Linked DNA regions of Mus musculus: regions 1, 2 and 3 are each linked to region 4. Evidence: chromatin contacts called from public ChIA-PET and Hi-C data. All regions are on one chromosome and are shown on one strand. Each heading gives the region's core, a stretch centred on a gene start, on an enhancer-like site or on the middle of the called end of the contact. The rest is flanking DNA. Distances are from core to core; before and after follow the strand shown.

Region 1 (2,700 bases), core at 148-2,647, 400 kb after region 4:
CGTCATTTCCCTACCAATGGGTCCATGCTGGGTCACTCGGGAATTAGTGAGTTCAATCACAATTTGCTACATTATTAAGGTCTGGTCGAGTCTCCGCCCTCTGTTGCTTTCTCTGTCCCTTCAATTTTCTGGGTTCTGTATTATCAGACTGCCTGAGTTTCTATGGAGATTACAGAAGCATGACCTTGAACCTCATCCTGCTTTCTGGTGATAATTTCCTTTGAGGTCTAAAATTTGTCTTATTATTCTTGATTGCTTGGACTTTCGTGACTACATATATTTTCCCTTGGAATTCTACGCCCTTTCCTCCTTGCACTAGACTCAGACTGAATCACACGATTAGGGAAGGGCATTTGCTGCAATCTGCACTCGTACAGAGCAGCGAGGGTCTGGGGTGGTGCGCACTGTTTTGTGAGATGCTCATCTGTCCTTTCTGGATGTACTGATTATAGCCACTGTGAGTCATCAGCTAACGCGCGTATACTGAGCTCATGCCAGAGCCTCAGCCGCCCCTTCCTTTTCCCGCCCATCACAGCTCATGATCCCTTCAGCTTTCTCCTCTTAACCTTAGCTGTTTGGATCTCTGACTTCCTTTGCACTGATGATTATAATTGGGAAGCTGTTCTCCGACATTCGGATGTACCTGATGCGACACAGACTCTCTGCGGATTCAGTTTCCTCACAGAGTTTATTTATAGCTGAGGTTTGACGTTACCTGAAATCAAGCTTTTTTTTTTTTTCTCCCTTGCAAAAGTACTTTCAGTTTTTGTTCTTTGTGGAAGGAAGTAGGACAGACTTCAAGGCACAGTATTTTTGCAGTGCATCAGAACCTTCTTTGAGAGCTTGATTCGCAGTCTTTCAAGTAGACCAGATTTTCTCACCACAGTCAATTCTATGAAATGCCAGAAAGCAAGAGCTAGGCTAACTCAAACACACAAGCAGCCAAATTTAGCTTGACACCCTTATTAAATATTGACCTCATGGGAACTGAGGCTGAAAACAACCTTTGAGAAAGAAGCCAGTCTACACATTAATGGGCTTCCTTTGTTTTGGTTTTGACTGTCCTTTAGTTGCCTAGCCAATATATTGAAACCAAGTTAAACTTCAGGCTCAAACGATTTCCTTTTTAACACATAGCTTTGACCTAGGGGAACTAATCAGATAGATAATATAATTGTTGTTAATCACCCGAGTTTGTAATTGTACCTTTGATCTGTATGCTGAGAAACACTTTGGCAATGTTGACTCCCTCCCCTCCCTCCCCACCTTCTGTAGTTGGTGGGCTTTTTGTTTTGTTTTTGTTTTGATTTGTTTTATCTCCCACCTTCCCCCTAGAAGCTAAGCAACATAATGTGTGAAGTCACCAACTTGCCATGACAGAATAAAGAAGAGATCCAGCAAATGGGAGCCTATGTCACTTAGTTACACTAACACCATTAACACTCAGTCCTTTCAGTAGGGATGCATCAAGCAGCCATAGTTTTGCCTTTGCCCTTTCCCTGTAGCAGGCAGGGACTTGCAAACACTTCTTTCTTTCTCATCTGACAGGTGTTTCTTCCATGCTTCAGCATCTTCAGTTTTTTGACACCTAAGAAAGGGATTTGAATTCAAGGATACTCGAATTCTCTCTCACCCCGCCCCCCTCTGCGTGTGTGCGCGAGTGTGTGTGTGTGTGTGTGTGTGTGTGTGTGTGTGTGTGTGTGGCCTGTGAGTGCATTTTGATGTTTTCCTGGGGCCTCATATGACAGCTGAACATAAGAAAATAAAACCTGCAGCTATTAGCATTGTTTGCTCCATGTGAATGATATCGCACTAATGCCCTAGGTTCTAGAGCTCAGTGAGACTGGTTTTTGTTTGTTTGGGTTTGGTTTTGGTTTGCTTTGTTTTTTTGGCAAGACCCCAAACCTTGTCCTAAAGGCAGCCACATAGGATGTACTCTGTTCCTGAGAAGATTCCGAAACCCACAGCCGCTGCTCATCAGCGCGAGGGTGCAAACCTCTGGTTTTCTGTTTCTTCCTTTTCTTCTCAAATTCTGCTTCCGCTTCTGAGAGTTGAAGCTGCCGTGACGGAGACTCTTCTCATCTCACTCCAGAGCTCTCTGAAGTGAATATGTTAAAGGCATCCAACGAAGGCCCTGCCTGAATTGAACTTTTGGGGTTCTTTAAATCTCAAAAATCTCCATTGCTGAAGCAGCTCTCTTCAGGGTTCCTGGGAGAGCTCTGGGTTCAAACTAGACCCTAAAGGTTAGAACAGGATGGACTAGTTGTTTGTACAGGCCATATTTTTCCCCTCACGGAACTGAGGTTCTTAGGCTCAAGAACTGGAATTCTAAAGTAGTTTTTAAAATAGAAAACTTCCAGGTTGGATGTGACTATATTTAGATGCTTACATTTATTACGCTTGAATTTTTCTAGAATATTCCACTTTTAGGAAGACTCAGCCAAGGGTATTAGAAATGTAGAACAAGGAAGGATGCAACTCCTAGCTGGGCCCTTATGTTTAATTATAGACATTACAGACAGATAGAGGGAAAAGCATTTAGGGAACAAGCAACACAGTAGTGCCCTAATGCCACCAAATGCAGAATAAAATGGTTCAGGATGCACTTAACAGATTTTACTGTGTAAAGGACTCTTATTATGGTAGGAAGATCTACTGAATCTCTGAGTAGTTAGATAAAGGTGAAGGATTTATTCCCAG
Region 2 (2,700 bases), core at 61-2,560, 300 kb before region 4:
CGGGGCGTAAATATAGAAAGACAGGATGAAACCACAGTACAAGGTACTTTTAGAATGTGTCAGAAAGAAGGGGAACGTGTCCACCGCCTAGAATCGGCAAGATTTTTCTTGTCAACTGAGAAGACCTACCGTAGTCAGTTTGTCTTTCCATGGAATGTGGTGACTAAAGATTTTTAACTCCACAATGGTGGTATGATGATAGTTAGTACTTAATGACACTTAGAGGGCTTTTCTTTTTGTGAGGTTTTAAAATTTTGATTGTGACCCCATTGAATTAAGGACAGTTATTAGCCCCAAACACCTGATTTAAAAAAAAAATGTAGGTCAATTAAACGATAAAGACAGAAAAAAACAGAATTCTTTCTACTTAAGCACTTTGGACATTACTGTTTCATTTTTCCAAGCAGATCTGTCAACTTTTAGCCCTCATTGGGTTTGCTGTAATCCTAGCATCCTGGAGACTAAGGTGGGAGGGGGTTGCCTTGAACTTTAGGGAAGCCTGGTCTATCTAATAAGTGCCAAGCTAGCCAGGGATATGTTCAAAATCTCCATCAGAGTAGTTTCTTTGCAATTTGTAATATAGTTCCAGGAATTAATGGCAGGCAGCCTGTTTGTACAGGGAGATCTTTAAATGTGATCCATACAGCCCTAACTGGATCTGTTTCCCATGTTTGGAACTGTAGCTCTATAACTCCAGCAAAGTCTCCCAGAATCATAAATCTGGCTCCTTCATTCCTTTCTCTTTTCATTCAGCATCTGACTTGTTTTAGTTCACGGGAGACCAACCAAAGGCAATGAGATTTCAAATACAGCCATAATGATTTCAATGCAACTGAATTTCCCAGTTGGAATGTAAATTCCCGATTCTAGTAGCCTCGTGGGGTGCAGTCCAAGTACAGTGCTGTTTTCCCAAAGAATACTCTTCCACATTTGGGGAGCACTTTGGAAAACAAAGCCGTCTCTTTCTGCCACCGTCTTAATGTGGCTCCAGGAGTAAGCTGGCATTATCACCCTCAGATGATGCACTTCACGTGTGCTATGGTTATTGTCGAGTGTGAAAGCCAGCCCTGTGGACTTGTTCCAGTGCCTGAGGAATTTTGTGTGTTCAATTAAAAGTCTAAAGAGAAGTGACTAATGTGCTTTGGATGGCAAAGTCTTTCTTTCCTCACACATCCGCTTGTTTGAGTGGGGGAAGAAAGGCTTGATTTCCTCCCGAGCTGTTTGAGTTTGTGCCCCACATGCCCTGCCTCTCACTTACTTTGCTTTGGTTGGTGTGGCTGAGTACTGTTTTGTCACAGAGGACTATGTATTTGACTCACCCTTACTGTCCTCAGGTCTTCCATCTTAGTAGATTGTCCCTGAGGGGGTGACCCTGTACATAGGCCTCTGTGCATAGCTGTGTTTTCTGGATTTAATATCAAGGCAAAGTGTGGGGCAAGTGAGACCTTTAGCTCTCCATTCATTACCTCTCTAACACGGTCTTAGCTCTTATTCCATACCTTTGTCAGGTATGAATAATCTGCAGGGTCTATGATTTCTTCTAGATCTGATACTAGGTTTAGGTGAAATGATAATAACAATAATAGATTTAGCTGTGTAAGTTCATTCGGGGGCGCTGACACAGAGTTCCCATGGGACTATATTATACATTGCCTTGCACCTAGTCTGTAACTTGTTACTTCTTTGCTTTCTCCTAATAAGCTGACATCTAGAACTTGACTGTTACTCCTGTCTGCATGTGGACCTGAATTCTCCTCCTGTACCTGGCCTTTAGCAGCCATGCCTTTGGTCTCTAATGTGTCTTTATCAGGGTCATCTGAAGAGACTTTCAAAAGAGCAATACTTAGTAGAATGCTGTTACCTCAGGGCTCACCAGTGAAAATCAATAAGTTAAAACAATGCTAATCCACAAGTGTCCCTCCTAATTGGGACCCTGGACTGACAAAGATGCTTCTTCTTCTCAACACCATTATTTTCTATAAAACTGTTAGTGTAGGCTATGTGGCGAAACTACCCTTTTAGGTCTGAGTGTCTTCTTTAGAGTTAACCCAGCCCAGTTCACATCTGTATGTAGAAACACATGGTCCCACAGTTAGTAAACTGCAGTTCAAGAGGAGATGAGTCCTTGTGTCTGTGGCTGGATTCTCTGAAATCTTGTTATCTCAGGAAGTCAGATGATGTTTCACAAACCACTTGGCCTTTTCTTTTCCTAACACAATTTTCTTTTCACCGTTGGACCCTGTGCTTTGCACTTCTTACCACACGTTTTAGATTTTTTTTAGCAAAGGGAAATGAGTATGTTTTGGGGATCCCCACCTGTGAAGTAGCAGTGGCACTGGGGAGTTGAGCAGAAATCCCTCCAGAGTGACAGGAGGGATAAGCAAAGCTGAGGCTTATGAAAGTGCAACAGACATTATTTGATGTTCATTGCAAATCCAGGTTGGGCTTCTTTCACCTTGTCTGAAGCTTTGAGTTTTAAGGCTATCTAGTCATTAAACTTACTTGAATTATTCCTAACTAAATTGTAGCAAATTTTTTTATTAAAGCTTTTATATTTAAAGAGCTTACATATATATTTCCATTGGCCCATGCTAAGCTAAGAAGCAAAGAACCAGTAGTCTAAGCCTGAGTACCTATGATGAAAGCTATTCTGCTCTTGAACCTGGGACTAGGTCTAAATTATAAGAAGGCCTTTTCTCT
Region 3 (2,700 bases), core at 159-2,658, 390 kb before region 4:
TTGCTGTCATTTAATAAGTACAGAGGCAGTGTTTTCAGCTAAAAGAAAATAGCCATTTTATTAGAGAAGGAGAACTTATGGAACTGTAAGTATTTATTAGCATCATGGTTTGCTGAAATGATATCAGACCCAGTGGTATTCGCAGGACCTTTTAAAGTTATCATTCCTTAATTTGAACATCACTTGCCCTGATCCATACTGTGTGCTCACAGCTGAGGCGGCTAGTGCTGCTGTGCTGGGAGTCAGAATGCTGAATGCTGACTGTGGATGAGTCTCACATGGGAAACTTGCTTTTGGGATCCTGTTCTTTTGGTGGGGTGTTGTGTATGTGGGGATGCAAGGCCACTTGCATGTATGTGCCTCAAGGACCACTTTAAGTGTAGTTTTTAGGGTGCCAGCTATTTTTCCCCTTTTGGAACAGGGCCTCTCAGAGGCCTGGACCTTGTAAAGTAGCTAAGCTGGCTGGTCATGGTCTCTACATCCCCAGGATAGGGAGGGAGTGCAAGCATCATCACATCTGGCTTGTTTGTTTGTTTGTGTTGTTGTTGCTGTGTTGTTACAAAACAAAGCATGGGTTCTGGAGATCTAACTCAAGTCCTTGCGTTTTCAAGGCAATCACTTTATTGGCTGAGCCATCTTCCCAGTCCCACAAACCCCATTTTATAAGAGCAAATAATACCCCAAGTGAGGCAAAGATTTATAATACATGTGAATCTGTGAGTTCTAAATTGATTAGGTATTTTGGAAAGTAACGCTGGCTATCATGGAAATGTAGTTTAGTGGCTTTCTAATGGCCTCTGCCAAATCAGTAGCAGAGGACACGTTGCAAACTAGAGAATAATGAAGAGCAGGGGAAAAAAAAGAATTTATAAGCTTTTAAAAGCTGCATGCTATGTAACTAACAAGAGGTTGCCAGAGTTGAGAAGCAGGTTTTAAGGAAATAGGAACTGTGTGTGACAGGAGACCGCATCTGTAGAGGTAAGACACTACTTTGTCAGTTTGACAGCTTCTTATTCCTGGCCCACTTACCCTGAGGGTATTTAATCAGCTGCTTCCTGAAAAGAATGCTGGAGGTGGTAATGCGGGGTCAACTTTAAGCTACTTGCAGAGTCTCACTTGAACAATGTAAGCACCGAGACTTCTGTAAATGAAATTGAAGGAAAGGAGAAAGGGGAAATTGAAACTGTTGCCTGTATGACATACCCTTTCCTTTCTTTCCTAACCCTTCTTTTCCTTCATCAGCGGTCGCCAGCATCGGTACTGGAATAATTCAGTTATCTTGCCATGACCCTGTATTTACTTTTCAGTTGCTAGCTCTCATGAACTCTAAGTGATGTCTCCCATACATGATGCCTCCTCATGAGTCTGCGTTTTGACTAAGATTTTGTTACTGTGAAAGTCCCAGAAACCACAGATTGTCAGTACAGAAACTCTCTTTACTGATTACCAGATTGTCAATGTTGGTTTCTGTTCTACCTTCATAACCATAGAGTTTTCTTATTACTGCTATTCGCTGATTTGTAGAACAGGAACTTTGAGAACTAACTGTAAACTGCCCTGAGTAGATCCTTTCTTGTCTGCTTCTCTCATTAGGAGAATAGAATAAAATTGCCCCTTAGGATCTTTTCCTGTATTGATCATCTCATTTCAGAAGCTGAGCGAGAAGAAAAAAACTAAGCCATTCTTTCTGCCATCTTTTATTATCAATAAACCTGGTAATTTTAACTTTAAAAGCAATACTTTAGCCATTTGTGTCTCACTAAATGATACAAATTTAAAATACTCACAGGGTTATAATATAGTGTGAACAAATGTGTCCTTTCTATCTCTCTCTCTCTCACACACACACACACACACACACACAATATATATATATATAATCAACTTTTTCAAATTTTTTCATGTTAGTTCAGTGTCATGAGACTATAATCTCAGAACTCAAGAGGCTGTGACAGGAAGATCACTACTTCAAGGCCAGTTTGAAGGGCATGGAAAGTTTGGGAAATGCCTGAGCTATATATGAGAGCCTGTGTCAAAATATACATTCATACATACATACACACACACACACACACACACATGCACAGAGACATGCACATGCATATACACATATGTGCTAAGTTGAACCTTAACCACCTGTAGACCCAGGCTTAAAAGTCTTTACTGTTGTTTGGGCTATGAATGCAGTCCTAGCGTGCTGCAGCTTAACTTGAAAAACCTCTGAAGTTTCCTACAAGTCTAAATCCAGAAGTGACCATGGCCAACTTTTGCCTTTCTTCAATTTGAGAAGTTGTGGATTCCAATTTTAATATAAGACAGCTATTTTTGTTTTGTTTTTCCTTTATAATGGTGTCAGAGGGATTTGTTGTTTTCTTGTTAGAAATCCAAACAGTGCAAAATTTCTGACTGCCTTTTTTCTTGGTGGCCAATTCTAGCCAGGTCCCGAGAGTCACAGTTACGGGCTGGGAACAAAGACTAAGGCCCTTCATGTCTCCAAGTGAGATGGCTGACACACTTGCATCTTGCTCCTCCCAGAACATGCATTTTCTTCATATCAGCTCATACACGGTATTTGCAGTAGAGGAGAAATTGGAATAGGGTTCCATATAACTATTTGGTAACATACCTTCAAGATGAGCCCTAAATTTTTTTTGAAGTTGGTTTAATAGACTCCTGAATATATGAGAAACACTAAAGTCT
Region 4 (2,714 bases), core at 85-2,584:
AAAGCTCTCTGCTTCCTTTGTAAACATCCATGTGTGTCAACCAGTGCACAACCATGGGTGAGCTCTAAAACTCATCTGTCCATGCATCAACCAGGGCACAATCACATGCAAACTTAATACTTACCGTCATTCATCATTCCTTTTGACTCTTTAAATGCTGAGGATTAGTAACAAGCAGGCAATTAGTCAGAAGGCAAGTTAGTAAGATTTCACAGTTAGAAATAATCTCAACATAAACAGATATGCCAACAACACAATGCCAAGTATCCCTTAACTAGACAGCTAGACTCATTTGAGGCTATCATTCATTGCAAAGCTCACACCCACAGCACCCACAAAAGCAAACAGACTTTCTGGGGAATACAGATCTAGATTTACATAGAAAGTAAGTGACACATTTTGGTATCACTCCATAGTGGCAGCCTGGATTTTTCTAGAAATCAGAAGCCACAGGGATGATTCTTTACTGAGGGTGTGACACTTCATCTTGTCCAGTAAAAAAAAAAAAAAAAAAAGGCTCAATGGTCCCCTTGCCCAAATGTCACTCAGTATAGCACGGGACAGTGAGAACATTACAAAAGCAACACTGCCAATTTCTGATGAAGAATCAAGAAAGTATTGAGAGATCAAGGCCAGAAAACATATGAACAAAAAAAGCAAGCAAACAAACAAAACTCCCAAACTGGATTCTTCCCAAGGGATTGGTGGGCATTCTAACGTCTTTGAGGATCAGTTCAAATTACGATCTGCTAATAGACCCAGACTTATAATGATCACATACCGTTAAGGGGTTCCTCTACAGCTTTCTGGAAAATATTTAAAATATATTTATAGAAAATGTACATTACTTTATGTGTTTTATGCTAAAACTTACACTATCATTGAACTTGTATTATAAGTGGAGAATCCTATGGTCTAAAAGCAAAATGAGACAGCAAAAGCTAATGAAACAAAGCTTCCCAAGGCTAGTTAATAGTTTAATAATAGCTGCCTTATTCTCTTAGTATTTTTTTCTGTGAATAATTCCCTACTCCACCCACCATTCTCAGTTCAAGAAATTCTTATAAAAGTATTAATGTACAAACATGCAAATTGCAGTAACAGATAGAAAACACAGTTAAATAAGAGATGGTAGCAAAGCAGAATCATTTTCACATCATGCAAATTGAACTCAGTAACAGCAAGAAAATTGGTAGGATTTAACGGTCCATTGCTTAGGTTATCTCTAAGCGGCTCTAGGAGAACTGTTAGCTGCTTGTGGCTAACACAGCTGTGTCACCAGTCTCCTCAGAATAAGAGGCAGAGGTGAATTAACACATTCTCCCAAGCCCGCCCTTTGGGCGTGTCCTTAGAGGCTGCCAGAGTTATCTGCCAGTCACTGTGGACAGGAAGCTGAGTCCAATATACTCCCACTTCAGATCTTAATTCCATGTAAGAACTCTCAGGTCTGTCACCATGGTGAGTTTATACAGTAATTTTTTTTCTCATACATTTCCTCCTGAATTTGATCTTTTTCTTAGAATTTTCCCAAAGACCTTATGGAGGTATTCAAATACAATAAAACCTTTAGGAAGGAAAAATGCTGATAAAATCGTAGGTCATTATTTGGAATGGATCTCTTCAACAACATATACCTTACAGACTATACTTTTTAAGGAAGTCAATTTAACACAAACTTTTCTTCCTTAATGTCGTGCTCAAAACTGTCACTCTATAAACTCACATCACACAAATCCAACAGATGGGGAGACACAGTGGAATCAGCTTCCTGCTGATGGAAGAGATAATTATATTCCCCCTCATAGATTCTGCATCTACATAGGGAGTACAAACTTACAGGGACACTTCTGTCTCATCAGTACTTAAATGCCTCAAGGTAAATCTTATGACACAAACAGACCTATTCATACACAGGCCCTGAAATGACTTCAGCATTGCCTTAATTTGATGTCACATTAAGCATAGAACCAAACAGTCCAATGTTCCAACCCCTCATTTTAATCCACCAAACAACTGCTTTTAATTAATTTCATAAACTTGGACTTACCCTAGGAGGTTGGATAGTCCTCTGGTTGGAAGCTGGTATAAATAAAAGCATAAATGCAACCAATAAGATACATAAAGCAATATAATACTTAATTTTAAGATAACATACATGTTCAGGACTAAAGCCAGAAGGTACTAGAGACTCCAGTGCAGGAGTTGTAGCTTTGATGGTCTACTTGAAAACTACAGAGGACTCTTGATTAAATGCATTGACAGGAGAAAAGCAAAGAGATGCCTACAGCAAATAAAAAAAAATAGACTCACTCATGTGCACATGCCTCTCTCATGTCAGATACCTGTCATACCTCATGTTGAAGAGAGGCTGTCAACTACTCACTGTTACCAGGGTACCATCTCTTTCTCCTTCCCAGCTGGGATGGCCAGAATAGGGCAACGAGTGACTTCCCCTCTCTCAACACACTCTCCTTGTTCCGAACTGAGCAGCCTTTTCTTCCTTTCTCTCATATTCCCAGTCCTCAAAGCTCTAGGCAGCTAGCACGCTACAACAAAGCATGAGCCCTTCAACGCCCCCTCCCTCCCTCCCTCCCTCGAGCTTAGAGCTACCCCAGATTGGTAGTTTCAAACCAAACCAGGGCTCCTCCCTCTGTGTATTCCTCCCTGGTGTTTTGAGTTGCAACCTTTACTGCTTCTGCACAGATTAGCTAATG

Evidence for each region. A called contact is a pair of places that touch in the nucleus more often than the background predicts. ChIA-PET counts read pairs in DNA pulled down with a chosen protein or histone mark.
Region 1: an RNA polymerase II ChIA-PET map of memory CD8 T cells shows a contact between it and region 4, with 171 read pairs. The contact joins two enhancer-like sites. A contact is called at or near these places in 10 of 484 Hi-C or Micro-C datasets (the G1E-ER4 cell line, Sertoli cells, Th2 cells and 4 more), 4 of 115 datasets of contacts at active chromatin or transcription factors (cardiomyocytes, effector CD8 T cells, large pre-B cells and 1 more) and 1 of 9 other capture datasets (embryonic stem cells).
Region 2: a contact with region 4 is called in a Hi-C map of Th1 cells, with 3 times the contacts expected there. The contact joins two enhancer-like sites. A contact is called at or near these places in 1 of 15 datasets of contacts at CTCF or cohesin (large pre-B cells), 1 of 484 Hi-C or Micro-C datasets (Th1 cells) and 1 of 115 datasets of contacts at active chromatin or transcription factors (CD8 T cells).
Region 3: a contact with region 4 is called in an RNA polymerase II ChIA-PET map of memory CD8 T cells, with 8 read pairs. The contact joins two enhancer-like sites. A contact is called at or near these places in 1 of 484 Hi-C or Micro-C datasets (large pre-B cells) and 1 of 115 datasets of contacts at active chromatin or transcription factors (memory CD8 T cells).

What each region holds. Positions count from the first base shown.
Region 1 is chr16:49,502,053-49,504,752 of GRCm38.p6, reverse strand. No RefSeq gene overlaps it. Among named protein-coding and RNA genes, the nearest start is that of Gm4802, 91 kb to the right of the region's middle. Within about 2 kb of position 1,397, at least 86 of the 459 cell types and tissues checked have an H3K27ac peak or open chromatin away from gene starts, as enhancers often do. A contact at or near this core is called in cerebral cortex, effector CD8 T cells and memory CD8 T cells, where this site is marked.
Region 2 is chr16:50,204,566-50,207,265 of GRCm38.p6, reverse strand. The region is part of intron 14 of Bbx (bobby sox HMG box containing); the gene reads left to right. Among named protein-coding and RNA genes, the nearest start is that of Gm4827, 130 kb to the right of the region's middle. Within about 2 kb of position 1,310, at least 29 of the 459 cell types and tissues checked have an H3K27ac peak or open chromatin away from gene starts, as enhancers often do. A contact at or near this core is called in Th1 cells, where this site is marked.
Region 3 is chr16:50,297,644-50,300,343 of GRCm38.p6, reverse strand. All of the region lies in intron 3 of Bbx (bobby sox HMG box containing), which reads left to right. Among named protein-coding and RNA genes, the nearest start is that of Bbx, 130 kb to the left of the region's middle. Within about 2 kb of position 1,408, at least 25 of the 459 cell types and tissues checked have an H3K27ac peak or open chromatin away from gene starts, as enhancers often do. A contact at or near this core is called in memory CD8 T cells, where this site is marked.
Region 4 is chr16:49,906,146-49,908,859 of GRCm38.p6, reverse strand. Cd47 (CD47 antigen (Rh-related antigen, integrin-associated signal transducer)) reads right to left here. Exons shown (of 9, transcript NM_001368415.1): 8 at 2,048-2,079. Among named protein-coding and RNA genes, the nearest start is that of Gm19723, 48 kb to the left of the region's middle. Within about 2 kb of position 1,334, at least 87 of the 459 cell types and tissues checked have an H3K27ac peak or open chromatin away from gene starts, as enhancers often do. A contact at or near this core is called in Th1 cells, cerebral cortex, effector CD8 T cells and 1 more, where this site is marked.